Regions from separate parts of the Mus musculus genome. Here regions 1, 2 and 3 are each linked to region 4. Evidence: chromatin contacts called from public Hi-C and HiChIP or PLAC-seq data. All regions are on one chromosome and are shown on one strand. Each heading gives the region's core, a stretch centred on a gene start, on an enhancer-like site or on the middle of the called end of the contact. The rest is flanking DNA. Distances are from core to core; before and after follow the strand shown.

The links. Hi-C and Micro-C count contacts between places; a contact is called where the count stands out from the background. HiChIP or PLAC-seq counts read pairs in DNA pulled down with a chosen protein or histone mark.
Region 1: a Hi-C map of embryonic fibroblasts shows a contact between it and region 4, with 2.6 times the contacts expected there. The contact joins the enhancer-like site here to the promoter of Rspo2 in region 4. A contact is called at or near these places in 9 of 39 promoter capture datasets (the 3T3-L1 cell line, 3T3-L1-derived adipocytes, cranial neural crest and 5 more), 4 of 484 Hi-C or Micro-C datasets (adipose-derived mesenchymal stem cells, embryonic fibroblasts and fibroblasts), 1 of 115 datasets of contacts at active chromatin or transcription factors (embryonic stem cells) and 1 of 9 other capture datasets (liver).
Region 2: a Hi-C map of the C3H10T1/2 cell line shows a contact between it and region 4, with 3 times the contacts expected there. The contact joins the enhancer-like site here to the promoter of Rspo2 in region 4. A contact is called at or near these places in 4 of 39 promoter capture datasets (the 3T3-L1 cell line, embryonic stem cells, hippocampal neurons and 1 more), 6 of 484 Hi-C or Micro-C datasets (the C3H10T1/2 cell line, adipose-derived mesenchymal stem cells, cortical neurons and 2 more) and 1 of 9 other capture datasets (adipose tissue).
Region 3: a contact with region 4 is called in an H3K4me3 HiChIP or PLAC-seq map of craniofacial prominence, with 4 times the contacts expected there. The contact joins the promoter of Emc2 here to the promoter of Rspo2 in region 4. A contact is called at or near these places in 8 of 39 promoter capture datasets (the 3T3-L1 cell line, 3T3-L1-derived adipocytes, cranial neural crest and 4 more), 2 of 484 Hi-C or Micro-C datasets (embryonic stem cells and forebrain), 2 of 115 datasets of contacts at active chromatin or transcription factors (craniofacial prominence and pancreatic cancer cells) and 1 of 9 other capture datasets (adipose tissue).

What each region holds. Positions count from the first base shown.
Region 1 is chr15:43,607,682-43,611,614 of GRCm38.p6, forward strand. No RefSeq gene overlaps it. Among named protein-coding and RNA genes, the nearest start is that of Gm41316, 110 kb to the left of the region's middle. Within about 2 kb of position 2,375, at least 25 of the 459 cell types and tissues checked have an H3K27ac peak or open chromatin away from gene starts, as enhancers often do. A contact at or near this core is called in adipose-derived mesenchymal stem cells and embryonic fibroblasts, where this site is marked.
Region 2 is chr15:43,459,320-43,462,790 of GRCm38.p6, forward strand. All of the region lies in intron 1 of Gm10373 (predicted gene 10373), which reads right to left. Among named protein-coding and RNA genes, the nearest start is that of Gm10373, 16 kb to the right of the region's middle. Within about 2 kb of position 1,477, at least 4 of the 459 cell types and tissues checked have an H3K27ac peak or open chromatin away from gene starts, as enhancers often do. A contact at or near this core is called in the C3H10T1/2 cell line, where this site is marked.
Region 3 is chr15:43,475,700-43,479,284 of GRCm38.p6, forward strand. It overlaps Emc2 (ER membrane protein complex subunit 2), which reads left to right and starts at 1,530. Exons shown (of 11, transcript NM_025736.2): 1 at 1,530-1,626. The coding sequence starts at 1,587. It overlaps Gm10373 (predicted gene 10373), which reads right to left and starts at 1,337. Exons shown (of 3, transcript NR_046064.1): 1 at 1,269-1,337.
Region 4 is chr15:43,168,916-43,172,538 of GRCm38.p6, forward strand. It overlaps Rspo2 (R-spondin 2), which reads right to left and starts at 1,903. Exons shown (of 6, transcript NM_001357956.1): 1 at 1,457-1,903; 2 at 816-1,080. The coding sequence starts at 909.

The DNA of each region.
Region 1 (3,933 bases), core at 1,125-3,624, 440 kb after region 4:
GTTCCAGGGAGTATACTCTTAGAAAAGGAGCTCACTGCAAGTAAGGAGAATCAAGCAATTTGCTCAGTCCCTTAGACTAGATGTGGCAGCATTTAATTTTAAAATAAAACCCACACTTGTTCCAGCTAGGTGCCAGCAATGTTTGTCTCACCCAGCACCCACAGCTAGCTTCGCTGAGCCTCTCTGGTCTCTGTCTGTTCCTTGCTGAGAGTGTGACCACTGCCCTTTCCCCTGGCTGGCTTTGCTAAACCACACAGCAGGTGTTCCTCCTGAGGATTCCTGTTCCATCATCTATCCACTTATCCATTATCCACTCCCCACCCCCGCAGCGAGCTCTGCAATGGCCACCACATGGCTGCCCCCTCTCACTTGCCCATCTAAATTGTCAAGAATGGAGAACACCAGACAATCGTAATATTTAAAATCAATCAGATGACACAACCTCTAGGTGTGAAATCTATTGTCCTAAACTCATCAGCTATTCTATGTTGAAATTCTTCCAGTGGCAGAGGCCGCCACTGGGTCTAACATCTGCAAGTGCTCTCTCTTTCCTGCCTAGCTGAAAAAGCTGTTTCCCTTCTCTCGTGTTCTCTTCTTCCTCTCTCAGATCCAGAAAACCCACCTCTTATCCTTGTCCAGCAATTGGCTTCTTGTCTTCTTTATTAGCCAATCAAACAATTAGGGAAAAAAAATCCCCCTACAAGATGCTTTATTACAGTTCTTTTACAACGATATGTTTATTCTTTGGGAATTTCATCCAATGTATTTGGATCATATTCATCCTTCCTACTCCTGTTAACTGCTCTCAATCTGACATCCCCAAGCCCAAAAGTTCATGTCCCCTTTCTGTCTTTTAAAAATTAATAACCCACCACCGGTTTACATTTTCACTGTCCATTGAAGTCCTGTGTGTGAAACCATCCATAGACCCATGTTTGACCTAACAGGAGCCACACCTTTAAAGAAATCTGAATCTCCCTCCCGAAAAGTCATCACCTATCCATAGGTAGCTCCCCAGTCTGAGGTGGATTCTCATGGACTCTTCCCTCCTCCATAATAGAATATTGACTGGCTTGATCTTGTATGAGGGACCATGGCTGCTTTGAGATCATGAAATCATCAGTCCTGTCTTGTCTAGAAGAAACTGCTTTACTCTGGTCCTCTCTTAGCACTGGCTCATGACTACTTCTTACTTCTCTTACTCCCTGTGAGTGAGTTTGAATGTAGGATAATGTGGTGTCACTGAAAGTGTAATTTGTCCGAGCCTCACAAAGAATTGGGCTAAGAAAACAAAATAGAGGAGGGGTAAAAATGGAAAACTCTACAAAATTAAAAGGCAAAGAGCTGGAGAACATCTAGAACGTAAGGATCTTCTATGGAAATGAGAGGGCAAGAGGAAAGGATTTCTGTGATCCCCTTCACTTGCTCTCACTATCACTAGAGTAGAGCTGAAGCTTTGATACCTTGAATAAGTGAGCCACCCTCTGCTTGAAGTAACAAGCTCTATAGCAGTTAGATTGCCAAAAGAAGCAAGACTGCATTAAATTCTTAGAGTAGTGCTTACAAAGTCCCACAGCACAGTGTTGCTTAAGGCAACAAAATCAATTTTCTCATGGCTAAAAGTCTGATATCCAAGCATCAGCAGGATCAACACCTGGAGATGTAGCCATACACCTCTTCCAGCTCTGGGTTTTGCCAGTGGTCCTCAGAACTCCTAACCTTGTAAGACATCACTCAGGCATCCGCATCCCTCCTCATTCAGTGTTTTTTCCAATGGGTCTTTTTTATGCCTTTGTCAAATTTCCTACTTTTAAAATGTAAGTACTAGTTGCACTATTATAGCCCATCCAAACTCAGAACAAAGTTTTCTTTAAGTCTGTCCCATCTTTGAAGACCCCATTTCCCACATTCTTTGTAGCCAGGGCTTAAGAATCCAACATCTGTCTTTCTTGGGGTGGGGCAAAATTCAGCCTAAAGCAACTATTTTGATGATACCTTAAGAAGCCATAGAGCCACATATATTAGGCACCCCTCATTCATAAAGTGTGCTTTGAAATATTTTTGAGAAAAGCTGAAGTTCTGCAGAGATGTTTGAAAGGAGAGTAGAGTTAAGATTCTTTATAACTACATCTACATGAGGGATACCTCAAAACAACCTCGAGAGTAGCTGTGGCTAGAGAACATAATAATATTATAACTAAAAATGATGATAATAGACTCAGAAGCTAATTAGAGGATTTTGTATAACCAATTTTGATTTAGTAGGTCTGGATTAAATATGAGATCTTCTATTTTCACCAAGCATGCATGCCTGCCCTTCTGTTCGATGATTCATTATAAGTAACTGGTTTATGATTGTAACAGAGAGAGAGAGTCTAAGGCTTGCATAGTGAATCATCAAGCTGGAGACCCAGGAGAGATGATGGTTTAGTTCCACTCTAGGAACCAGGAAACCAGATGGTATAGTTTTGTTGAAAGCTTGGCAGGCTAGAGACTCGAAAATCCAATGTTCCAGCTTGAAGGCAGTCAGGCAAGAAGAATTCTCTCTCAAGCCTTAGAAAAGTCAATATGTATAACTCAGCCTATTATTTAGATGCTAATTTTGTTCAAATAATTTCTCTAAAGACACCCGGATTATCTTTTGATCACAAATTGGTAGCCCAATCAAGTTGATTCAAAGAATTAATAACTACTCCTATATTTTGAACACTTGTTTAATGTATTTCATCTCTTTTAATTCTCCTAATTTTTACAAGGATACCCACAGGCTGAAGTTGTTACTAATGTAATTTCACAGATGAAATATAAAGCCAAAAGAGAGTAGGTAAAACTCCTAATATATTATTAATAGTAAATAGTAGACTAGGACTTAGATACATGTTGTCCGGGTGCAGATGTGATGATATTGATCTCTGTTATTTTGGGAAGGGCAGTGGAAGCTTAAACAAATTGTTCCCACTTAATTTTCATGTGCCCAGAAAAGATGGCACCTAGCCACATGGAAATCAAGTGTGTTTGGTCAAAGGGATCTTTTGTGTATAATTGATTCATTTTTGCTGATTTATTTGTAAATAGTAAATGGCTTCTTGGAAGAATGGGAGAGGAACTTTACGATAATTTAAAATAAGGAAGAATGGTCAGATATTAATGTCTTTCAGACTCCAATAGATTAAAAAGTCTTCTTAATAGCACAGTACTTTTTGAACCAACATGGAGTCATATTTATTCCTAACATAGTAGATAGAAATAAATCTCCAAGGACAATTATAGACTTAGTTATGGCACATCCTATCTGTCCCTTACTAACATGATTAAGTAAGTGCTTCCAAACAGTTGACAGTTTCATTATGACCAAATCCCACTAATCATACAAAACTAGAGAAGTCATTTAGACACATAAAGAGAAGGGAAAAGAGAAAGAACTGCATGATCTAATGAGGTTTTCCCATTTCCAGTATCTGCAAAATGCATTATTTAGTAATCCTTCAAAGATGCATATGCAATTTGAAGTAAATAATATGAGAACCACAAGCGTCTATTTTGGGACTAAAATTCAGCTGCTGTTGGTTTTCTGTGCTTGTCCTTGCATGCCTGTCTACTCACCATTAGCAAGTTTGCAGGGGCTTCTGCCTTAAGCAAGAGATGGGACCTTCCCTGAGCTTATTGGAAGCTTCCTTTGTTGAGCATTTAAGGGATTTAAAGTAGGTTGTTGCATCTACTTTTTCACTTCTAGGATTTTAAAAATAATTTCTCTTAGTCACTTTCCTATTGCCATGAGAAAACACTCTGACCAAGGCAACTTATGAAAGAAAGCATTGAATTTGAGTTTATGGTTCCAGAGTATTAGAGTTCATGGCTATTATGTTAGGGAACATGATAGAAGGCAGACAGGCATAGCACTGGAGTTTTCACTGATAGCTTAAATTTTGATCC
Region 2 (3,471 bases), core at 227-2,726, 290 kb after region 4:
AGTCCAAAAAGTCCCCAAGTTGGTAAAATAAAATAAAATAAAATAAATGTTTTGATGGGGTTTCTGCTTTTCCACAAATCCTCACTGAGACTCTGAGCATAAGTGTTGAACATGACATGACAATGTCAAGAAGGATTTAAAGTTTACTGAAAAGTATACATATTATTTATAAGAGAATAGGATAAGTATGTCTGGGGAGCAGGACTTACTTCCCTCTTCTATCTTGTCCTTTATCTATGCTGTAGGTCTATGTGTAGGCGAATGAGGTGATCAGGAAAGATGACTTTACACAGAGTACTCAACAAGTAGTATCTAACAATTCAAATATTGCTACTGAGCTCAGTGTGGTTGTGCATACTTGTGACCTCGGCATCTCAGTTAAGGTGCAAGGACTAAGACTTTGAGGCTAGTCTGGACTACATAATTAGACCTTGGCTCAGAAAACATCTACAAATACTAAATAAAAAAAAAATGTCGCCATGCAGAATGAAGGATTCTATGCTCGCTACTTATAATTCTTGTCATAATTAACAAGTGTCACCATGACTAGTTTACATTTTAGAAAACTAGGGCTCAGTAAACAAATTGTTAAGCATCTGTCAACATGCTTAAGACCAACATTTTAACTAAACGCTTTGAAAAGAAAATGCAAATTTAGTGTTACAAGTGATCACTACTAGTTACTAATGGATGATTCCCTATTTGAGTTTGTTTGATGCTCTCTCATGATTAGATTGAACTTATAGGGCTGAAGCGATGGCTCAGCGGTTAAGAGGCTGCTGTTAACAGATGGCTGCTCTTCCAGAGGTCCTGAGTTCAATTCCCAGCAACCACATGGTGGTTCACAACTATCTTTAATAGGATCTGATGCCTCCTTCTGGTGTGTCTGAAGACAGCTACAGTGCACTCATATACATTGAACTTATAGTTCAAATCTCAAAATATTGACATTAATATAAAATTAAAGAAATGGAAGCCCTTACTATATAATCTTTTCTTTTTGCTAGATGAATGTTTTAATCTATTATTTTAAGATGCAAAATAAACACTCCAGAAATACAAAGAACAAAAGGAAACTAATATCATGGCGAACTAATGAAGTGGTAACAATATGAATTAAGTGGTAGCATTTAAAGCACATTTATGTTGGTTCTTATTTCATAATTTGATTTAAAAGAATTTTTAAGTGAAAATTACATTGCCTAAACATGCCTAAAACTGGAGCACATGCTTTCCCAGGGGAGAAGCTGGTAAAGTATCATGGGGTTGATGAAACGCACTTGGAAGGTGGGCACATTTTCTGGAAAGATTCTACCAAGGAATTGGCCTTTTACCTAAATAAATCTATGGAGTTGACTAAGGATTGCTCTCTTACGAGCAAAGCGGCATGTGATTTATGAGCTGAAAGATGAGACCTTATGCTCAGTGTGGCTATTGGCCTTTAAGCTAATTCTAGGCAAAAGTGTGATCAGTGAAAGAAAATGAGGAGCAGTAAAGTAAGTGGTTTGTGGCTGGTGGCCAGGGTGGACAGTTCACAATTATAGGTCTTAGAGAATGATTTAGTAGCTTGTATGTAGAATGCTACTACCAACTCACTTATGAGAGGGACTACCCCCAAAATGAAAATTACATCTGTAATAGAATAGCACATAATTATTAGCATATGCATAAACTAATATTTAGTGTTTACTGAAATAAGTACTTTTATGGGCATTTCTTTCAAGTTATGAATCTATAGTTTTGTGGCAAACTAGAGGCAGGGTTTCTCTAGGGACCACTGGGTCATGGTACTTGTACTGAGGGACTTCTGCATATTCAGTATTCACAATGGATAGTTTTGAATTTACATTTTACACGAGGACTGTTACATTTACAGATGTATGCATGTCTCTGAATAGAATATGCACTATGGGAAAATTAAACAAAAATTGTTAGAAAAAGTGGACTCAAGTATGGTTGTAAATCTCAAAGAGAAGAAACAGCTCTAATTTATGACCCCTGTGGGAGAAATTTCTGGGTGTATTCTTTCTGGATGTACTTTCTCCTCTCTCTCACAACTGTGGCACAGAGGGGTAATCACCAGTATGAACTCTACTGTGAAAGGGCTGAAATGACCTCACTGAACATGATTCCAAAGACTCTTCTTTGCTTTCTGAAGTAACTGGATATGAAATCTATGGCGAGTGTTTTAAATCTATACACATCACAAATTACAGAAAGCACAAAAATGTTAAAAGTGCCCAAAAATGTTATAGTTCAGACAGAAAAAGGGAGTTGGGTTTTTGTGTTTTAAAGCATGATATTAAATTACATACAATCCTTTAGAAATGTATTAAAAACAATGCTTGGTATTGTCCTCCAACAAGTCCATGTCCACTTGACTTTTGGTAAACAAAGCTCTAAGTTTCTTTTCTTGGGTTGGAGTGAAAATTTATTGAAATGAAATAAAGATTAAGGAGCATTTGTTCTTTTAGAAACAAAATGGATTATGATTTTAAATAATTATAAATAGTAACATTATGACTTATAAAAATGATAAATCTCTATATAGCTGTTGTAGTGAGAGCAGTTTTCTTTAATAGATAATTGTCCTGGAAAATATATTGTGCTATGCGTCATGAGGCACTTTAACTCTCTATGACTAAGAACAAATCAATAAATCAATTCTACATAAATAATTTGGGGAGAAGATGAGTATTACAAAATCAATTAACACAGTATGGCACTCTGTACTATTAAATAATGAACACCGAATAAATGTCATAAAGACTATTAACTTTAAGAAATTGTTTTAGTCTCTCATAATATCTGCAGATAGCAAATTGATTGAATAAACCACACAACTGGAGCACTCTAAAACTTTTTGGATCCAGTTTGATAAATAATAAAAAGTTAATCCCATTTTAAAGAATATGAGCTCCTTCAAAGTTATTCCTGTCTATCCTAATGTAGATTCTAATCACTTGCTATTTTTCATTGTGTTGAGATAATCAAATGAGCTAGTTACTCACATCATGCCTGACACATTGATCATAATGTGGGTGGTATGATAATTCAATATTTAAATGTTTATGTATTTTATACATATTTATCACAATTATGAGCCAGTGTCCATTCAGATAAGGTAAAATTTCTTAATTTAAATAAACAAAAAAACTCATTTTCAAGTAATGAGAATTTTAAGAAGTAAAATTTTGAGAATATTATCTATAAGTAGTATTGTTGAAGGTAACACATGTCTATACTTTTAGGGTTATGATCTAATCTATAAGACAGTAAGTTTATAATAGTTCAGTTATGTTTACAGAATATTAAGGAGTAAAGAATTATTGTTACTGATGTGACAGAGTTTTCCTGAGTGTGCCTAAGTAGAGCAAGTTTTAATAGAGATATGTAATGCAATAGATTATAAACAATCACTTTTCTTCAAGAAATATTACTCATAAAAAATTTCCCTAGGTATTGTATTTT
Region 3 (3,585 bases), core at 280-2,779, 310 kb after region 4:
TAAAATGATTTTTAAAATTCTGTATATGAACTTCTATGTTAATCATTTTTGCTGGAGGCCATTTGAATGAGGTTGGTAATTTTTGGCGGTATCAAGTTGTCTTAAATTTTCATGCTTCTTAGGTTTATCTCCTGGGATATGACTATTAGGGGGTCAAATTGTTGCTTAAGACTGGAGGTCAGCTGTGGTGCAGTGCTATGTTAGATTGGTGTTCCAGGTACCAGGCTCTATCTTTTGACTGCTGCTGAGGGTTGAGTTTGAATATTTCCTGTTTGCAACTATTCAGTAACTAACCCATTTTTCATAACAGTAGATAATAACTGAATACAAAATGAGTATAAAATGGATGCTTTTTAAATATTAGTTCTTGAAGTGGTGAGTCAATGGCACTGTGTATACTGATAGTATGGGTGGAAGGGAGGCAAAAGGGTCACAACTGCAGTGTGACTAGCAATAAGTATTGGGCTGTTATACTGGAAGTAGAGGAGATTGGCCCACATAGGATTTTAAATAATTGAGTAAAAGCAAAAATGGGGGGGGGCGTGTGGGACATTTGGTTAATGATAGACTAAAATGAAGAGGTAAGTTTAAAGTAGGTCTGCATTTGAGCTTTCAGAAATGGAAAAGTAAGAGGAATGGGTATAAGAAAAGAGAAAGAGGAAAAGGAGAGATAGAGGTAGACATAGAGATAGATAGATATAGATAAATAGAGAAGGATGGAGGAAAAGCAAAAAAGAGAAAGAAACAGTATGGGATAATATTTACACTGCTCCGTTTTATCAGAGCATTGGTATGAATTTGACTGAAGCATTTAATATTGTTTTGAATGAAATATTTTTTTAAGTCTGCTTAGTCTGAGGAGAAACTTTTTTGTTTATATGGAGATTTTAGTCAACAATAGTATCACATCATATATTTGATATTTTGGTAAAAGCTATTACCTTCCAACATGGTAACTATTAGAAGAGATAGATAAGTTAATTAATTGTAGTAATAATCTCAAATCATTACCCTATACACCATATATATATATATATATGTATATATATATATATATACATATATATATACATATATATATATATATTCTTTTGTCAATGATACTTCATTAAGGCTGAGGTATCATTGAGGACTGTGAAAGAATTGAATGAGTCTAGCTAAAGGAAAATAAAAAAACCTGGAGCGGCAGACACTAAAGACATTACATTTGATAAAATCGCAGGAAAAGTAGATAGTTATCTAAAGTTGCAGTAAAAGTAGAAAGTTACCTCAGCCCAAGTACCTCAGCCTCAGCTGTCTGTCACAGACTCCTTCCTCAGCAGCTCCCTCAGCTCCCCGCTGGCCCCGCCCCGCCTCGCCCCGCCCTCCGGCCCCGCCTCTCCGGCTTCTTCCCACTAGTCTGGCCACTCAGACCTCTCTGGCTCCGCCCTCTCTCCTCTTGAGTGGTTTACAAATGAGAGGAAGATTCCGCCCACTCCCCGCTATCGACCAATAAAAACTGGCTTCGTCATTTGCCACTTCCCGGTCGCGGGTGAAGTGCTGCGTCTCCCCGCCCTCTCTCCTCGCCGACTCCGGGTTCTAGGAAGATGGCGAAGGTCACTGAGCGTTACGATGTGACTTGGGAAGGTAATTTTGGGCGGGGAGGGTGCAGGAAGACCCAAAGCCCTGGGAAATGGTTTAGAATTACCCAGAATCCCCGGAGAGATTCGTACCCGGTTGTGTCCTCCGTCGGGCAGCTCTCCCTGAACTGCCCGAACCGAGTGGACACTGGGGCTGGTTCCTTCCTGGGCCCGGCCACAATCTGCGGCGTACCAGTGTCGCGATTGCTGGCCCGTACACCGATCCACCTGCCTCTCTGCGCACCGGTTTTGTCATCTACTGTTTAGGAGGCAGGAGGGACGCGGAGCTGCGGCTGTCACACAGCATGTGGTTTCTGGGAGGCGAGGAGGCGGGATCAATGTGTTGAAGCGAAGAGATAGTCCAATGGGATCTGTTTCTTCAACATGCACTTTCCATGGGTTTAGAAAGTCTCCCCTTTTAACTTCCTTGGCCAGTCCTATTTAAAGCACACACAATGTAGCTTCCTACTTACTTTCTGCCAACTAATTCATTTTCTGAAGGAGATTGTAACTGGTTAAATTGGAGGTATGTGTTCACATGTGATAGTCTTATCCTGTCTGATTGACCAAGAGTGGAGAATCTTTAAATAAAATATTTAAATCTTGGATCAGTTCTGTATGAGCTGTTATCTCTTTCAAAAAACGTTGGTGGGAGTCATGCTTAAGAAAATAAATGGGTGTTTTTAAAAGCATGAGATTTCTGTCCATATTCCCAGCAGTTGGCACAGTACAGTGTACTTCAGTAGCTAGTTTGCCCATTGAATACTTTTGTGGGATCTTTAACATGTAGAGTGAAATTTACATGAATTGTTTGAATGCAAATAAATCTCAAATAGTATAAGAAGGAAAAGATTTTATATTGAATAAAAAATGTAAGTCCTAGTTCTTTATGTCATATAAGACAAATGTTCAAAGAGTTTACAGTTTAATGGAACAACAGACCTGTCAATTCATTTTTAAAAGGTTCATGTCAACACATACCCTTCCACTGTAAAGTAGATAGGTTAGTAGGTGTTCCTTTCAATGCTTTTAAACATGTTATAAATACCTTAAGATTGTTGAAAAGTGATATTTTTAAGGTATGTGAAGGATAGCTTTTAAAATCTGTTAATGTGTACAAATCAAGGACAAAGATTATGTTACTGTTGGCAAGCAAAATGATTCTGCGTAGCTTCATGCTGTCCTGTGGGCATTCTAAGGTATAGCGATATAACTAGATTTGGAATAGTGACTGCTGTGTAATTTGTTGAGCAATGAAAGAAGAAATTATTTTTAAAGTGGTCAGTTAGCTTCTAACCTGAGAGAAAAGATTTTGTTGTTGGTTGATAGTTTTTTTTGTTTGTTTGGTTTTTGTTTTTCGAGACAGAGTTTCTCTGTATAGCCCTGGCTGCCACTCTGTAGTCCAGGCTGGCCTTGAACTCAGAAATCCACCTGCCTCTGCCTCCCAAGTGCTGGGATTATTATGTCATTCTGCTGAATGATCTGGCTCTAGATGGCATCTAGCTGGAGCCACTGCCTGTCCCAACTCTGAGCTGGCTCAGCTTGTCTTTCCTAGATTGCCTAAATTGGCATATACTTGTCTTCGTGGTTGGCACAAGTGATTCTTTCCATCAACAGAGTTCTCCCCTCATAGCCTCACTCTTAAATGTTAGTCTCTCAGAATCGTGCTCAAAAGTTACAGGTTGCAGTACCCTTAAGCACGCATCTTCTCACCCCTGCCACCATATTTACAAGAGAAGTAAAGAGGAAAAAACACGAAAATGAAAATCTCAAGCAACTGAATGGAACAAAACCTCCTGGACTATGTGCTTTCTTTCTATTGAAGCACTTGCTTGCTTGTTTTACCTCAAATTTTTTTCTCTGTTAGAATGAAAGAAACTAGGCCTACTTTGCTCACTTTTATGTAACTAGTGCTTGGCACAGCGAAGAAACTATTTACTAATTGACTGAATTATTCAAAGTGTTT
Region 4 (3,623 bases), core at 653-3,152:
TGAAATCTTTCTGGAGGCTTCCATCTGCCTTCACCCTTCACACAAGTGATGGATGGAGAAGCTAGCATTTAAAAAGACTCACATGAATCTCATTGAGTACAAAACCCTTCCCAGAAACTGCCGCTTTTGAGAAAACAAACAGGGCAATGTGGGCTTATTTGTAACAAACATTCACGCTGTAGGGGAGAACTCCCTGAGAAAGCCAGAGTAGGAGTCGCTACTTAATTCATTAAATTCCCATCTCTGCTAGGGTTCCGGAAAAGTGGAACAGTGTAGCTTTTTTTTTTCTCCGCAACTCAGGTTCTCCCATGCAACTTGACATTTCTCCCCAACAACACCCCCTCCACACACACACACACACACACACACACACGCCAGACCATGTCTAAAATTATCTGGAGCAGGATTTAGGGCACACGTGGGTCGGGAAATTAAAGACACTTGGACTTCAAGGAAGATGATTAAGAAGACAAAAGGAGAAAACTAGAAAAATGGTGCCACATAAGAAATGTGATCCAAAGAAGAGTTCAGGAGAGGTGGCACAGACTGTGAACCACATGATAAATCCCTGGGCGCTTGCGGGAGGGAAGCCCAGCACATCAAGCTCCCAATGCTTCTAAGGTCCCATCGCACCCACTAGGGACAGAAGGAAGCTTTCTGTGGAGTTCTGTGACCCTGAGAATGGTCAGTGGTAGCCCACACAAAAACTGGGGTGCAGAGCACAGTCCTGTCCCTCGAGTCCCTAAAGCCTAAATGTGAATAAGCACTCCCACCCACTCAGGAACTCCACGCACCTTCAGCCGAGCGCGACCCACCTCGCTTATTGCGTCTCCATCGGTTGCCTTGGCACTGGCTGTAATCCATACAGTTCAGAATGATGAGGGCAAATGAGAAGAGGCAAAAACGCATCTGGACGGTCGGGCTGGGGAGAGACACCTCTCAAAAGTCGAGGAAATGACGGGCTCCTGGAAGGAGACAGTGCGGGTCGCGCTCCTAGGGAGGACTTAGAGACAGATGTCACTGCCCTGCGGCTGCAATGATCAATTTGGCTCGATGAGCATCTCTCCCTCCACGGTGAACCTGGGAGAGGAGGAAAAGAGAAGCTGGGTGGGTGGAGGACTGAGAGAACCCGGAGGAGGTACCTGCACCTTCGCGCCTCTTAGTTTAAAGAAAGGAGGGAGGGAGGACGCGAACTCACTGGCACGATCCACGCAGCAGTTTAACGCAGATGGCACAGCTGCAGGAGACTTGGAGAGGAAGGTGATTACAATCAGTGAATTAGCAACCTCTGCGGAGCACTGCCTTCTGACCCTGGAGAAAGGGCGTTGTGCGAGCTCTGCAGAAGGAAAGGCGCTCTAGAAGCAGCCGAGCGCAGGGCTTTCAAGGGGCGCTCTGAAGCCTTTCGCTCCCCGGATGGGCTATCCCAGCGCCCCAGCACCAGGTGTAGATCGCCTACCGTGCGCTCGCGTCTCTCGGGCTGCACGGCGTGCCTAGGCGCGGCGCTCCATGCCAGGCTCTGGAAGCGAGCCGGGCTGTTTGGTCAGCACGTGGGCTCGGAAAAAGTTTGCGGACACCCGCCGGGAGCTCTTGGCAGCTTTAGGATTCCGCCGGCTGCAGAAGGGTCCGCGGACCCCGAGGGTCCTCGGGGCTGGCGGCGCCTAGCAAAAGCGCGCGGCCGGGCAAGCGCGACCGCAGGCGCTGAGATGCTGGGTCTCCGCCTGCGAGAGCGATTCCTAGTCGAGGGGCGCGTCCACTCTCTTCTTGGTGTCCGGGTCCAGTCGCTGCTCCCAGGGCTCTCTCCACCACCACTTCGCAGCTGAAGTTTCTCGCTGCCTGAGCTAAGGGAGACAGAACACTGCCCGGAGGCCGAAGGGATGTAGCCAGCGCACTTTCCGATGGAGATGCAGACAAGCTAAGGCTCGGGATGCTTCTATAAGTAGGTGGTGCTGTGGTCCAAGACATCTAAAGCCAGGCTGCCTCAGAGTTCCTGGGTCCTAAAGCCAGAAACGCTCGGGTTTCCCTGAGGTCCTAAAGAGTACTGACGGCATGCAGAGAGCTTCGTGTAAGAAAAATAATGCTCACCCGGCTTTCCCAGAGGGATGGTCTAAACTGAAGAGCACCTAGGGTGAGCGATATGGCCTGCCCTTGCTGTTCACACCCAAGGTGTCCTCTCGGGAACAATGGAGTCGATTCCCACCTCACCAATTAGCCTTTCTCCAGAAGAATTTGATGGGGAACTGAAGGTACCTTCTACTTTCCTCCTGAGTGCCAGGATGAGACTGCTGCTTCTGAAAAAACACTTCAGCCTTTAAAAAAAAAAAAAAAACAAGAAGACAAACCTCTGCCCTTTTCCCAAAATTTAAATCCTAGCCCTGCTCTGAAGGCAGACGTCCCCAGAAATTGAAACGCATGCTCAGTTTAAGGAGTAAGTTTAGTATTTCCCATTGCCTTTACCTTTCCACACAGCTGTTTTTTTTCCTTTACTTTATTTTTTTCCCAACAGATTTCACAAACATATGTGATACTTTGCAATACTCAAAAAATTGGGAGCTTTCTTCTTCAGAAATCGAATGTTTACCACTAGTTTGTTTTGTTCTTAATCTTTACCCCTCCTTTGTTTCCCAAGGTCTGAATTAAACTTCAAATGCCCTGAGTTGGAGAACTACTTACTATATCACTCATTAAAAACATTAGGTGCTACCAATTTTAATCTAGTGAAATCGTCTGCCATACATTCACTGCTATTGGGAATAATGTATTTCCTCTTTGAACAGAAGATAAGAATCTATAATGTTAGACTTGGCAATATAGGGAAATAATGTATGTCTTCTTTGAGCAAAAGATAAGAATCTATAATATTAGACGTGGCAATATAGACGTCTCTTTAAATGTGTTACTAGGCACGTTGTTACTGTAGCTTTTTAGTGGCTGTTGGTTGGTTTTATTTTTGAGATTGGGTTGTAGCCCAGGCCAACCTGGAACTCATCCTAGTAAGGCTGACCTAGAATTCCCAATCCCTCTGCCTCCACCACCTAAGAGCTAGGATTACAAACACATGCCCAGCCCAGGCTCCTTAATAACATTTTGTACTATTTCAATTCTCCCTTTTGTTCCTTCAGTTTCTGCATGGGCTCAGAAATTTGAACTGAAGAATCATATAGAAGTAATGGGGGCTTTAATAGCCATGTTTATTAATCACTCCACTATTTGGCTGTGATATTTCTGTTCTAGGAATTGGGGTCCCTGAGAACGACTAAGTGAGCCAGAGTTGAAGTTACTGGTGCCGTTTCCTTGATAAGAAAATTGAGCCATGAGACTTGCCCACAGGGTGCAAACTTCTGACAGGACACTTGGAAGCAGTTACTTTGACCCAGCTTCTCAAATCCTCAACTTTTATTTAAAAAAATATATATTTAGTGTGTGTGTGTTTGTGTGTGTGTGTGTGTGTGTGTGTGTGTGTTGGTGTTTTGCCTGCGTGTGTGCAAGTATGTTGCATGTGTTCCTGGTCCCTTTCAAGGCCACAAGAGGGTGTCAGATCTCCAGGGAATAGACTTACAGACCGTTGTCAGTGGACATGTGGATGCTGGGAATTGAACCCTCAGTCCTCTGGAAGAGCACACAGT